Regions from separate parts of the Mus musculus genome. Here region 2 is linked to region 1. The links are chromatin contacts, called in public Hi-C maps. All regions are on one chromosome and are shown on one strand. The core of a region is the stretch at or near the end of the contact, and the rest is flanking DNA. Distances in the headings are between cores, read along the strand shown.

What was found. A called contact is a pair of places that touch in the nucleus more often than the background predicts.
Region 2: a Hi-C map of uterus shows a contact between it and region 1. The contact joins two enhancer-like sites. A contact is called at or near these places in 1 of 484 Hi-C or Micro-C datasets (uterus) and 1 of 9 other capture datasets (embryonic stem cells).

What each region holds. Positions count from the first base shown.
Region 1 is chr14:22,319,651-22,327,131 of GRCm38.p6, reverse strand. All of the region lies in intron 2 of Lrmda (leucine rich melanocyte differentiation associated), which reads right to left. Among named protein-coding and RNA genes, the nearest start is that of 4930405A10Rik, 220 kb to the left of the region's middle. Within about 2 kb of position 3,906, at least 8 of the 459 cell types and tissues checked have an H3K27ac peak or open chromatin away from gene starts, as enhancers often do. A contact at or near this core is called in uterus, where this site is marked.
Region 2 is chr14:23,080,662-23,088,142 of GRCm38.p6, reverse strand. All of the region lies in intron 2 of Gm10248 (predicted gene 10248), which reads left to right. Among named protein-coding and RNA genes, the nearest start is that of Gm10248, 10 kb to the left of the region's middle. Within about 2 kb of position 3,237, at least 30 of the 459 cell types and tissues checked have an H3K27ac peak or open chromatin away from gene starts, as enhancers often do. A contact at or near this core is called in uterus, where this site is marked.

The DNA.
Region 1 (7,481 bases), core at 2,657-5,156:
CGATGGGAAAGGCTGTAGAAGCTAAAGGGGTGGGGGGGGGGAGTGGATGGACCTTCTGAGTGATAATAAGTCCGTAAATGGATGTCTATGGTCTGTGATTCGTCTAACCTATATTAATGGTCTAAATAGTGGCCGAATGTAAGGATGCATAGCTAAGACCAACTGAAAACAAGGGAAACAACAGTGGCCAGGGAATGACTCCAGAAATCTTTGCGAGGTCAGCTTGAGCCTCACAGCTTTAATGGATAAACTGCCAGTGGTGGTGACAGCCAGCTCTTCTTCTCATGCTGCAAAGCCTGGCTGCCCATCCGTCACTCTTGTTTACCGTTACCAGATAAATCATTTTAGTCTCCTCCAGCTTTGGCCCTCCTCCACCATGAACAGAGTAAACCAGGATGCCCCACTTGAGGCTGTCATCAAAGGCAGGGGCACCCGTGCTCTCTCCCCGCTCTGCAACCCTTATGGGCAATGGCCCTCCTCCCTCCTTAGGCATATCGGAATGAGCAATATTTGACTGTAGATTCTTTCATCTCTGTAGCTTTGAAAACCTCAAACATCATATCAGATCTACAACAAAGAGCAGGGACTTCAGGGGTTGACAGCGCGGCCGTAATTAAAGACAAGCATCAATGGCTGCCACGCTAAACAATGCCAGGTTTTAGCTGCTCCAAAACCAACTGTTTACCTTCCAGGCACTTCTATGGCAAGGTTTAAACAGGTGCTGTTTAAATTGTTTTCACAAAAGATATGCAAACAGGAGATAGGAACTTTTCTTTTCCCTGACACAGGGTGTAATATACAGCCAGCTACTCCCCAAATCATAGCTCCCAATTGATGTGCTTAGCGGAAACCTGTCTCTAATAATAACATGAGTACAAAATGCTGAATGGCTCTACTAGATGGCTCAGTGGGTAAAGAGGCTTGCTGCCAAGCCTGAAGACTTGAGTTCATCCCCAGAACCCAAAGGGTAGAAGGAGAAAACCAATCTGATATCCATATCCATATATACATACATATATATGCATACCCACACACAATAAATACATATTAATATTTATAGAGAAAATTACAGAAAGTATTATAAGAATCAACCCCAAAAGGGAGGAACTATCCCTAGATAATACCTTAAGCTCCTTCTAGATCATGAATTTCAGTTCCCCCACCTTATGAAATAAGGAAATTACATTTTAAGTTGGTGTTGAAAGTTATAACTTTTTTTTCCAAATCAAGTCCAGTAGATCAAGCTGAGTATGGTAACCTATACATGCAATGCTAGCATTCTTCTAGGAGGCTGAGGCATGGGGATTGTGAGTTGAAGATTAGAATGGTTAGTTACTTAATGAAGCCCTGTCTCAGAAAGAAAGAAAAGAGACAGACAGATAGAAAGATAGATAGATAGATAGATAGATAGATAGATAGATAGATAGATAGATAGATAGATAGAGATGGGCAGGGACAAGATGAAGAAATAGAGGAGAAAAAGAAGAAAGGATAAGGGATATGAACAGTTATGAGGGTAGAACCAGGTCCATCCTACCACAGTGTTCCCTCAAAACCTTTGGAAAACTTTGAGAACCACTAGGCTGAAAGATCTTTGAGAATTCTTCGAGGATCACTTCTATAATGAAGGAGAATGTATTAGCATTGTAGTCCCAGTTCTATCTTTTCCCATAATGCTTTTCTCACTGTGGAACATCTCAGTAGCACTGACTAGATAAGCCCCTCCATGTCTGAATAGCTGTCTAAGTTCTGAAGAGCTGCTTCCCTGCTTCTCCTTGGGTTTTAGAGGAGCTGACCACATAGGTAGCAAAGGGAAAGAAGCCAGTGTGGCCGCAGATCAGAGTCATCTTGTGCTTGCATCTCTACAGGGTGTTCATGGCTAGTGCAGCATCCATCATTCTGTGGGGCTGATAGAATCTGTAAGAATATGCTCGCCACTCTATTCTTCTATTTAAGCACACAACATGGAAGGCTAAACTTGTCCTCTTCGCACCGTATACATAATCTCTGGAGTTCATGGAAAGTAAGTCCATTGAAGGCAGCCAGCAATCTGCTACCATAAATTATGCCAAAGACCTAGGGTAGGGACATAAGGACAACTTTCTAGAGCCACCAAGAGCTTTCCATGGAGCAGCTCAAGAGAAGAATGTCCAGGGCTGCTTCCCTTCCTCTTTGTGTATACTGCTCACAAATGGTAGGGAAACTAGAAAGATCTTACAGGCTGTGGTTAAGGCCCCACATGGGATAGATATCATGACTTGTTGTGTCTATGACTGGAAGATTTTCCTGATTCCTGAGGGTGGGACACCCTCACGACATGATGAGTTGTTGCTTGTGTCTTTGAAGACTAAAAATGTTAACAACTTGAAAGAGGAATATCACTGGTGTTTGTTCAGGATAATCTGAAAGAATTATAGGAGCTCCGCCTTTCAATTTTCTATAAAAGTAATACGAAGAGTGGCTAGGAAGTCAGTCCCAACAGGGAAGAGCTGGCCTCACAGGTGAAAGGAACCGACTTTGCACCCCAGAACTAATGCAAAAAAGGCAGACACGGTAGAACACACTTGCAAAAAAAGCAAAGGTGATGGAGACAGGCAGAGCCCTGGAGCTCTCTAGAAAGTTAGCCTTGTCTCCTTGGTAATCCCCAGGCCAGTGAATGATCGTGAATTTTGTTTTTGTTTTTGTTTTGTTTTTCTTAATGGATGGTACCTGAGAAATGACACTTGATACCGTCTTTTGATTTCCACATGCACATGCTGACTCATGAGATCTGTGCACACACAAACATGCACATGTCTGTACATGTATACACACACATATGCATACATGCATACACGCAGGCACAAACAAGAGAAATTTTTTACTACCCAATACCCCCAGTAGCTGCTACCTTCATCTTACAAGTGTGGGGTTCTAGGAAATTTCCAAAGAAAAAACTCAAAAAGGCCTTGCTTTTGTGAAGGGAGGGCTAATCGACAGTTCCAACCGACTAGAACAGCCCGGTGGATTCCCAAAGCCAGGGATCTTGCCCAGCCCCTCCCAGAGCTGACATCATTCTTGCTAGCCAAGGTTCCTTCTAGAATAGACCACCCCATCTTGAAAACAGTGACTCTTTATGGAATGTTTCATTCCTGTTTCAGATAAAAAAAAAAATCAAAGAGCCAATCCGCCTGAGCTGGAAAAATGTCCCTCAAGAATCTGGGAACGCCGCCTTGGTGGTTTGTAGTTAGTAGTAATATCTTCTCTTGAAGCTGTCAGGTGGCCCTCCTGTTTGCAGAAGGAAACCAGACATAAATAAAGCCAAAAAAAAGAGAAATGTTTGAGCTAGGCTACTGCTTGTTGGTTTATTGTTTTGAGCGGAGAAGCCAGTGTTTTCCAAGCATGGTTGTTCTACAGCACTCAGCTCCCTCACAAATGTGTTCCCTACCCTTCTGCTCATCTATAAAACAGCCTGCTTCTTGTCTTGTTAAACTTGGCCTCCAGACAGAACTTTCAGCTTAAAATATCTAACAATATGTCATATCCACCAGATACATGACAGCTATTCCTAAGATACATAATATTATTAATTGTTTTTGAATGAATTTGAACTGTTATGAATCCAAAAAGTATAAAAATGACATTTAGCCATCAACAGCTTTTGAAACATTATATACACAAAGGAAGAAATAGTAACAAGTCCAACGGTACTCATAATTTCAGAATTATATCCTTTGAAGCCAAAATGACATTAAGAGAAACAGGATGTAGAAACTTAAAAATAAAATTTCAATCCTTGACAATATTAAACTTGCCTCCTGATAAAAATTAAGTGCAAGCTAAATTATTTTTATATGCCTGAGGAACTGTCAAACAACTGGCTGTCTCCTTGACTATTTAAAGAGACAGGACTGGAGTGTGTGGAGAGATCTGGGAGGTTAAACAAGGGTGAGGGATGAGCAAGCCAACTGACTTCAACTGACTCAAAATTTACTAAGCACATGCTAGAAAATCTATTAGACAATAAAAGAGAGAGACAGGCTAAGCCTCAGAAGATCTTACACTGAGAAAGTAAAGAGGCTCCCATAGCCTTAAAATAAAGAAACAAAGTTATCTTTGATTAAATGTCCACACTGGAATTGAATGCCACTGCCATGCAATTGAAGTAAGCAAGATTGAAGGTAAGAGCAAGAACTCCATGCTGGCTGAGGTATAGCTGAGGAAGCCCCATGCAAAAACTAGAGTTCCAACTGCACCCAAAGGCTGAGGCTTACTTAGGAAGATGTGAGAAGGCTAGAGGGTGTTTACCATAAAAGAGGCAATGTAACAATGGCTTACAGGCTAAAACATATCCAACTTGTTGGGAGAAGGATGAGTTCCAATGGACCTCAAGTTCCTTTAGCTCAAAGGCATGGAAAATATTCTAATGTCTTCCTCACAGCCAGCTTCATGGAGTCCCAGAGGACTCAGATTTCTGAAGCTTCCAGTTAGCTTCTCTCATTAAGACCTGTTCCAACTGGACCCAGACACTTCTCTCCCCCACATTCTTTACAGAAGACATCAATGTCAAGAGCACCAGAAATGATCGTGACCTTTTTCCTTTGTCTATCACAACCTCCCACTGCTGAAACTCTGAGATCTGTGGCTGACCCCTACTAGACTTAGAGTGACACATCAAGATTTGACAAAGCATGTGTTACTACAGAGTCTAGAAGTCCAAAGCCCAAGACTTTGAAGTACACTATTCCGGGCACAGGGTAGCGCCCTGACAACCTAGAATTTTCTAGCCTAAAATGTTAACAGACCTGAGCATGAGAGGAAATGAATCTAAACATTCACAGTATCTCTGGAACAAATTTATCTAGCAAAATGAGACATTTCCATTTTCTTTCTATTAACTTAACCCATACCTATCTACTTACTCTAAATCCCAAGGGCTTCCTAAGATAAAATTGGCCAAACCATGCAACCCTGATTAATTTCCCTATGCTGCAACAACAACAAAAAGAAATAGCAAAACTCACCATGAGAGGGGAGCCCAAGCATGGGGGTGGGCAGCACCTGTGAAATGCACTTTCCTTTCTTGGAACTGAAAGGCTCATCTCTCAATCCTTTGAGGTGCTTCTCTGATTTTTTTAACGTTTTGTGTCCTTCCAAAGGTAGACACAATCAAAGATATTTATGTTTTTGTAGAAAGATATAGCTGTCTTTTGTGAGGCTATGCCAGGGCCTAGCAAACACAGAAGTGGATGCTCACAGTCAGCTATTGGATGGATCACAGGGCTCCCAATGGAGGAGCTAGAGAAAGTACCCAAGGAACTAAAGGGATCTGCAACCCTATAGGTGGAACTACAATATGAACTACCCAGTAACCCCCAGAGCTCATGTCTCTAGCTGCATGTGTATCAGAAGATAGCCTAGTCGGCCATCATTGGAAAGAGAGGCCCCTTGGTCTTGCAAACTTTATATGCCTCAGTACAGGGGAACACCAAGGCCAAGAAGTGGGAGTGGGTGGGTAGGGGAGTGGGGGGGGGAGGGTATGGGGGACTTTTGGGATAGCATTGGAAATGTAAATGAAAAAAATATCTAATTAAAAAAAGAAATCTGTATACAAATATTTGTTCTTCAAGAAATTTCAGTTTGGGGTTTCATCAGAGAGACTACAGTCATCATAATTTTAATATGTGTAGTTTCAAATGATGTCTGATCTCCCATCAAATACCCAGGGTATTCTTGGCATTTGTAGCAGTGGTTTAACCCCAACTGACAACCAAATGCTATGCCAATGGCTCAGTGTGAAGCAATTACAAGACGAAACCAGAATTTCAGCAAGATTTTGGAGTGATGGAGAGGTTCAGCAAATGTTCTGACCTCTCACCCTGACACCTTCTGAAAAAGCAAAACTCCAGAAGTGTGTGTGTGTGTGTGTGTGTGTGTGTGTGTGTGTGTTTCAGCCTCCCAAGTAGGTGTGAGCCACCTCAACTGGGTTAAGGATAATAGAATGTTATGAAACATTGAAATATTGGAGGATTAAAAAGGATCTTATAAAACTGATAAAGCATTCATTTTATAAAAATAAATAACTTTTATGAGTATACAAGCCATAAGAACAAGTATGAAGTATAAAATAGATAACTGGTATATAATTCTGTGAGAACATTTAAAGGCTAAAAAGAGTTTTTTCTTTCCTAAAAATTAGATCATAGTTCCAAGATCATACGAAAATGTTTGGTGCATGTGAATCCATATACACATGTATGAAGACATATATGTACATTTTAAATTTTATCTTCCAGGTCCAAGTTGCAATTTTTGTTTTCCCATACCTACTATTACATATTGCTTTGCACTTGAGTTGATTGCTCTTATGTGGCCTTGTCCTTGGTGGTACTAATTTATTCCACAGTGTACTTCCTCTAAAATTCTGGGCTCCTACTATAATGCCAGAGTCACTTCCTGTCTTCTGGTGACCAAAGCCCTGTTGTTTTCTATCATACAACCTTCACATCTGCCTGACAACACAGCTGACCCTCTAGGGAGTAGGGACCAGAAGATATAAAGAAATATGAACACAGAAATAAAAGGCTCACCAAAGCCCACATCCAAATTCTATTACTCTTAGAGCAAACTTCAAATTGTTACTCAGTGGCCACCAGACCCTAAACTGAGACCTTTTACCTCTCCAACCTCATAGACACCTCCTTCTAAGCTTCTACATCCATCAGCAACTAGCAACATTCAGCTCCTTTCAGGTCCTTAACGATGATGAGTCTTTTCATATGTTATAGTCTCCACTCAGGTGTTCACAGGTTGCCCCACTGGCTGGACCATTCTTCAGTTCTCATCCACATGTCTCAGAACAAATGTCGCCTCTGAAAATGACCTTTCCTGTAGACTTAAAGATTCTGAAACAGTCTGTGAAACAAATGGACGAAAGGAGGAAGGGACAGATTGACAGATGGACCAAAAGCCATACAGACACAAGGCAGGAGGGCACTAATACCCAAAGGCAAGTCAGCCAATATCTGGTGCCAATACCCATTATCCCCTGTGGCCATTTTCCAAGCAATTGTTTCTTTCCTTTGGATCATTTGAGAGTGAATCAGTGAATCCAAAGCCAGGCAGGGAAGAGTCTGATTAAGGTCATGGTGGGGCCCCCAGGGAGGGTTCTCTCTCATCCATTTTCCTGTGCTTTGTGTCAAGCCTTATTTCCAGCCCCTCTGGTGGCAATGCAGCTATTGCCTCCCCACAGACTCATCTACACACTCTCCCATTGTGAAATTTGCCCTGACTTTCCCAGCCTAAATTTTTTCCTGCTTAATTCCAACCCATTATTCACAGCTATCTCCCTCTGAACCACAACAAGTGAGAACTCCATTGACCTCGAGTACTCCTCTGGATTCCCACAACGTTCCTCTCCAGACCCTCTTTCTTGATGACATGGTCCCAGATGAACCTCCCATGGAAGAATGGATACAAATGTTCTCAATTAGAAGCTTGGT
Region 2 (7,481 bases), core at 1,988-4,487, 760 kb before region 1:
GAGACAAAGAACTCTTCTGGGATCTTTACTCAGAGCCCTGCCATGCTGCTCAGCTCACATGGTTGCTGTTTGGTAGGGTGGGCTTAGTCTAAAACTCCAAATCTTCTTTTACTTTGTAAGTGCAGAGCTTATTGTTTGCATGCTTGCATCCCTCTATCTCATCTTGTGTAGCCCTACTTAGCCTGGAACTGTGCAGCTTTGGATGACCTTGAACTTGTGATCCTTCTGCCCCCAACCTTCCAAGTACTAGGGTTAGAGGTATACACCAACCCACGAAGTTTTATGCAGCACTGGGGATCAACACAGGACCTTGTGTGAGCCAGGCAAGTACTCTATCAACTGAGCTTTAACTTGGTCCAGGAAATACTAGTCCTGACGTCATGGTGAATGCTGAGTGAAGGGATCTGGAGGAAGGCCTCCTCCTAACACAGGGAAAAGATTTAATGGGCTTTATTTCCCTCCTAGTGGCATGTTTTCAGTACTCCAATGTCATGTTCTGAGCCATGTAGTCTGTGTAGAAGAAATCCCAGTGTGTCGCCACAGCATGGAACCTACATAGAAGGTATGGAAATGAACCAGGGTTTTGACTGGTTGTCTGGTGAATTCATCTTGACATCCTATCTACCTTTAGTGTATTACCATGTGAACATGCCATATAAATTAGGAAAACACTCAATTATACATGTTTGGTAGACATTTAAGTTTTACCACGTCTGTATCATGCAAGAGAGGTGTCCTGGTTTGCTCTCCCTTGCTATGATAGGAGTACACTTATGACATTCAGTATATTCCCATTTTTTTGTTTTGTTTTCTTAGTTTATGTTTTTGTTTTGTTTTGTTTGTTTTTTTCTTTGAGACGGGGTCTTTCATATAATTTGGAGCTGTCTATTTAGGCTAGCCTGACTTCCCAGAGAGCCCTCAGGATCTGCCTGTTTCTCCCCCTCCCCTTCCCTTCCCCAGCACTGAGGTTACCAGTCAACGATCACAGCTCATGCATTTTCTGTGGGTGCTGGGGAATCCAAACTCAGATCAACCACTGAGCCATCTTTCTAGCTCTTCCTTCCATGTACTGGATTTATTGAGTTGAGTTTTGATGATTGTATCAGACTTCCAAACTTGATTTCTTTCATAAGCTATACTTAACTGCAATAACAACTTTTGTTTTGTGTTTTGAGATAAGGTCTTACTATGTAGTCATGGCTGGATGGCTGGCCTGGAACTCACTATACTTGGTTGGGGGGTGGGGGGCATGGGTATAGGAGAAATAGGGGAGTGGGAGAGAATCCGAGTCCTGCCAGAGTTCCAGTGCTCTGGGTGGGCGGACACGGGAGGACTGCTCACGCTTTCCACATAGCCCTGGTGGGCATCTGGTTGTGCTAAGCCACTGACCCCATACAGCAGGTGGTGGACAAGGGGCAGCCCCAGGTACCAGGTTCTCAGCCTCTGGCATCCCACACTTGTTATGGCGGAGGAGCTGAGAACAGAATAGCCCTCCCCACCCCCCAGGGCAGCACTAGGCCCCAGAGATGAAGAGAGGATAGGGCAAGGAAGAGGGGACACAGGATGGTTCCCACGCCGGCTCCCACGCTGGCAAGGATCTTTGGTCAGGTCCATAGCTGGAGCACAGGATGGCCTTCTGGCAGGAGGTTAGATGTAACTCCTTAGGAGAAAGCCTATCCCATCATTTAAGCACGGCGGGCTTTCATGATCAGAGACAATCTATGGTTTTAGAGCTTTATTGTAAGGCAGGGAGAAAGGAGAGAAGTTAGAAAGAGAGAGAGAGACTGACCGTGGCCACATGGAGAGTGGGGGAAAGGGAAAGAAAGGAGAGCTAGAGAGTAAGAAAGGTGAGGGCTAAAGAGAGTGAGGAGGGGCCAAACAGCCTCTCTTATAGTGGCCTGGGCTATCTTACTGTTGCCAGGTAACTGTGGGGAGGAGCATACCTGGCAAAAGTCAGGTAACTGTGGGGGTGGAGTCTAGCCAAAATGCCAGAAGCTTGGGACATTGTCTGTGTGACTGAGTCACAGAATTATGGACAAGCACCTGATTCTGGGAATGTGGCTCACCTTTCCATCCTTTGTAGATTTCTCTATTGGGTCACCAGAGCATACCCCATTCAACCAAAATAGGCTGCCTATCACAGTCCCACACTTGGTGATTAACTTACCATGCTGGCCTCAAAATTCAGATCCACTTCTGCCTTCTGAGTGACAGAAATAATGCCTTGTCCTACCATTCCCAGTGGTTAAAAATTTTTAAATATTATTCAATTTTAAAATTTTAATTTCAAAAATAAAAAACTTAAAATATTTGAGTTTTAATTTGCTAATAATTTGTCTAGAGTTTGCCTTTAGTGTAGCTTTTTATTTCTGTATTTGTCTGCTGGTTATACATAGCATATAAAACGAGGGGGCAAATAGCATGCACACTCATTTCTCCTGAAGAGTTAATATGAGATTGTAGTTGCTTCTAATTTGCATGTTTGAAATAATTCTCTGGGGTAGTTTTTGAGCTTTGAAGAGTTCATTTTGATATTTTAGTTTAAAAAAATGTTTATCAGATGTCAAATAATTACAATTTCTGCTTATTTAATAAAATTTGATCAGCTTAAAACACAAATAGTTTTGAAATTCTGGGTGGACTTTAGATGTAAATATGAAAGGCAAAATAAGATTGGAAGTTAAAAATCTGGTAATGTATGTGGGATAAAGTGAATATTTTAATACATTGAAAGAACATTAATCAAAAAATAAAGGTTAAGAAAACATCACATCAAATTCAGTAACTTTTGCTCATGTAAAAATACTGTGAAGAAAATGGGAGAAGATATCTGTACTGTTAAAGCAGAAGAGGCCAAAGTAAATAGTAATTAGTAGATATCTATTAAGAATGAGTTAGACTTTTGCTCGTTTGTAAGAAAAGCCAATGAAGCTAAAATAATGAAAGCTGCTAGCATCATTGCTGATGGACAGGCTTAGAATGATGCTTCATTGAAAGGGCCACCTAATTCCCAAATACAAAACCAGGAAGGAAGTAAAGTTGGGTTTTATCAAAGTGTGTTGTAACAGCAGAGAAGCTGTGATATGACAGTAAACTCATTTCAACATTCCATGGTAAATGTTACAACAAAAAATATCCCCTCCTGGCCTGCTTCCCGAAAAGTTCTAGTGTGTTTTGGGTCACTGTGACACCAGCATTCTCTTCAGCAGTGACTCATAGCATTTGGGGGTTGAGATCAACACCACAGTTGATTTATGACCATGCTCAAGGCCCCAAGAAATTTTCAGCAGAAACCAAACTTGGAGCTTATATGGGTGCCACTGCCTATTTTATCAAATTTTTGTCAAGTTTATTTATTTATTTTTTAAATAAATGAATGTACTTATCAAATCCTCATGCTATTTAGAGATACTTAACTACAAGCCAATATATTGAGTTAAGAACTATTAAAGAAATATATTGTGCTAGCAGGCTGGAGGTTTGGATTAAAGATTATCCACACATCTGCTGTTATCCATCATGCCCCTAACCTCAGTTTGGGGCTAGAGAAAATCAGAACAGCCTCTCCCACCAGGTGAACTTGGGTACCACCTGTTACTTTGGCTGAGTAGGAAGCCTGCCCATGGATTTTTAGTAAGCAAAAAAATTTGACTTTGGCAGAACATTAAAAAGAAGTAATATTTCAAAATAATGCAAGAGAGCAATATTTATGAAACTGTTTTGCACACAGTTTCTGAGAAGCCAGCTCTGGCCTACCATTATAAATCATTCTCTGACTGCGTTAGAGGGGAGAAGGTTTGCCAAATAGATCCTAGAGGATCTGTAACAGAGACTGCTGTTTTAAAATGATCAAATTATCTTAGGATCTAGACATGGGGAATGTTAGCACTCTGCTCTCCCCCCCAACTCCTCCCCCACCAAATGTGGAAAAGAGTTTCAAAATGGAAACCTATGAAAGAGAGAGTAGAATAAGAACACAGAGAGCAAATAGACACAGGAAACCAGTGGGACCAGCCCCACATCCCCCTCTAACCAGCCCCAGATGGAGGCGTCCACCATAGCAGCCACTCCTACATTGTTGTGGCTTGGTAGCATCAGTTGTTTAGCATGTCATTGCAAAGTTCTCTGAACACTTCCCTCTGGCTTTGTCCATTTGTAGACACCACTCTGGAATTGGGGTATGACAAGAATTAGAATTGACATCCACCAAACTCTGTGTGTCCTGGAGCCAGCCTCAATGGCTCTGCCACTGTCACATCAAGCTCCATCCCTCCCGGCCACTCTGTGTCTGCACCCATGACACCTGTCAGAAACTTTCAAGTGTCTGCTCATTTCTTTATCAATGTGGCCTGCACAGCCCAGGCAAAGGAGGAGTGACATTTGGGATGAGAGAGAGATGGGTAGTGCCTCCCCCGCCCTCTGTCTCCTCTAACTGTCAGCTTGAGTTTTCTCTCTACATATCAAGATTGATACCTAGTTGCCTTGTCATTTAGAAATGCATGGAGTGGTAACCAGGTTTGAAAACAGTGTGGGAGACTGGGAACTTGAGCAGTCTCCTTAGAGAATGATGCATCAAGAAGAAATTAACCAAAAGAGGCATGGAGCTGGGCTATCTCTGCCCTTTGGAAATGCACTGCTTCTGGAGACGGTGGGTGGGTCCACTGGAGCAATCTGAACATATGAGTTATTCTGCATTTCCTTGCTCTTTCTATCAAACTGCAACAATCAGACATGCATGTTATCCCAAGAGTGAAGGTTTTAGATGTCTTTACTTTTCTTTTTCTTCTTTATAATAATGCTTTTATTTTAATAAGTGGTGTTGGTTAAATATGCATCTTAACTCTGGCCCATCACAGTGTTGCATGCTCTGTTCTGTTTCATGATTATTTTTAAAATAAGAGAAGCTGTAATAGAGAGAACCATAGCCTCCATTGCCAGCCTTCTGTGGGGACGAAGTTAGTGCCTCATTTTCCTTTCTTTTCATGTGAGACATCTTAACATTCTAAAGAGGTTTCATGGAGTTAAGTGTGGTCCTCAATGGGTTGAACTCCCAACTTCCAGTTGGCTTAAACTCTAGCTCTTGCCACCAAAGTGCTAAGCACGCTTTTAGTGATATTTATTGTGGTATTACACATAAATATGCATATGGTATGTATCCCCACAGTGTATAGTTCTGTCCACTCACTTGGGACAGTATTCCTAATCTAATACAGAGGGCACTCACATAGAGCTGGTTTGTCTGTGGCTCTCTAGGTCAAAGTCTTTCCAGCTGGCATTGAATTACCCTCAGAAAGTGGAGCAGCAAGTTACTGAAGAAGAACTGGCTGCATCATTATATGAGTAAGCCTACTCTGGACCCCACCTCTACTCATTTAAATCCATGCATAAATAACTCTCCTTCATTGTCTCTCTCTCGCTCTCCTTGGATACAAAATGGAAGGCTGCCACCATAAGTAGGCTTATTTGTAAGATTATCTTATTAATGAGATCATAGTTATAGAAATAACTTTGCTAATAAGTTACCTTACTAGTACAAAAATTGGTAAGATGTTGGATAGTACATATATGCCTTCTATAGTCAGTTGTTCTCATACAGTAGATAGGTAGCCATTGCTTTGGCCAACCGCGGATCAAAAATTAAAAAAAAAAATTGTTCTGTGTATCTAAAACTTGCATAGACATTTTCTTGTGCCGTTTCCTGAACAATGAATTATACAGTAGTAGTGGTGGGTGTTCTATGAGAGGATTTGTATAGCTCTTATATCATCACATCTTCATGTTATATAAGGGACTTGGGCATCATATTTAAACTATTATGGGGCTCTATACTCAATTTTATGTGGATGTCAAGGTACTTCCAGGCTATAGATAGGTGGCATAACTCAGACTTTCCTCTTTGACCACACATCAAAAGTAAGTGTGTGTGATTCATATTTGTCCATGGTGTGACAACTTGTCTGAGGCAGGGAATAAGTAGGAACACAAGGCTTATGGGGGGGGGGGGGTTGAGATGTTTGCTATACTTTCATCATCCTAGGTTGGAAGAAGAGATTGAAAGAGATTCCAAGTAACTTGCTTACACTGAGAGAGTTAGGTGCTCCCAGAAAAATAAAGATAATAAGATCCTTGTGCTAGTAGTAAAAGTAGGCAAGGGTCTGCAGGGGCCACATTTCGTTTGTTTGTTTGTTTTTTCTTTTTAGTGATGTTGTTAATTTCATTTTGTTTGGTGCTGATACCTATGTACATGAGAAAAACAAGTATACCACTAAGTCACCTGCCTTCAAGTCTCCTTTTAAGGGTTAAAAAATAAATGGAAAAGGAACCTGGATGAGCATCTCCCAAGGTTCCACAAGCAGTGGGATGAAAGGGCACACTGTCAGCACCATCCCTGTGATATGGCTGTTTTCTACTTTTTATTCACACCCCAGGACAGCACCAGTTCAAGAATATGGCTCAGTGGGTGGGGTTAGGTGGGAACAAACCCACAGATCAGACACAGCTTCCATACCCTGGTAATCTGGCATGGTGACTCTGCTAGTCACCCCAAAATAAGAGATTCCAAAGTTAAGGATAATGGCTGATGTATTGAGGAGGGAGGTGGGAAGTTTCCATCAGAAATCTATGTCCTTATCCCCTTAGACAAAATTCACCATGTTGTGGAGAATGGGCATCATCAAAGGGCTTTGATTGTGGATGGTCTGGTGGCCTCAATAGAGGTACAGGTGCTCACATCAGCCCTCCTCCTCCTTAGGCTGACAAGGGTATCAGGCTTCAGTGCCTGTCTCTGGATGCAATGAATAAAGAGTGAAGCCTAATTCTCTCTCCATTCTCTCCTATAAATGGTGACAGTCACTTCAGACTAGCTTCTCTACTCATCCAGAGCAAATCTTTGGCATGAGCTCTGGTTTTAGGATGACTGGATCTGGCCTTCTTGGATGTCTTGAAACTGCATACCTGTCCTCCCTCTGAAGGGAATGTATTTCACATTGTGTTCTGGTGGCCAGGAGGTAGGCAAGACAGCAGAAGCAGAGTACCTTCACTGGCTCTGGCCAACAGGCTATACAGTCACCACCAAGGCTATCCCCTCTACTTGCGTTTAATTTTTATCAACCATAAAGTAGTTATTTGCATCTGTGTTTGATTTCTATATTCTTTTAAATTGTTTTTTGACTCCTGGTGGGAAGCATTATTTAAAATCTTAATAGAAGATTCTTGCTGGTAAATCCTTCAGTAGGAGATTGACATCATAAACAGAACCATGGGAAGTTACTAAAAGGGAATTGTGGGTAAACTCTAGGAGTTATCAGCTAGGAATTGAGCATTGACCCTTGAATCATGGGCCCAGGATCCCAGTAGTAACTATGTTATGTTGCAAACTAATACACTATACTAAATATAGGAGCTTAGGCATTTCTGTAAAGTGAAATTTAGAATTGGAAAGTTGGGGATTCACTTCTGAAACTAACTTCCCCGATCCTCAG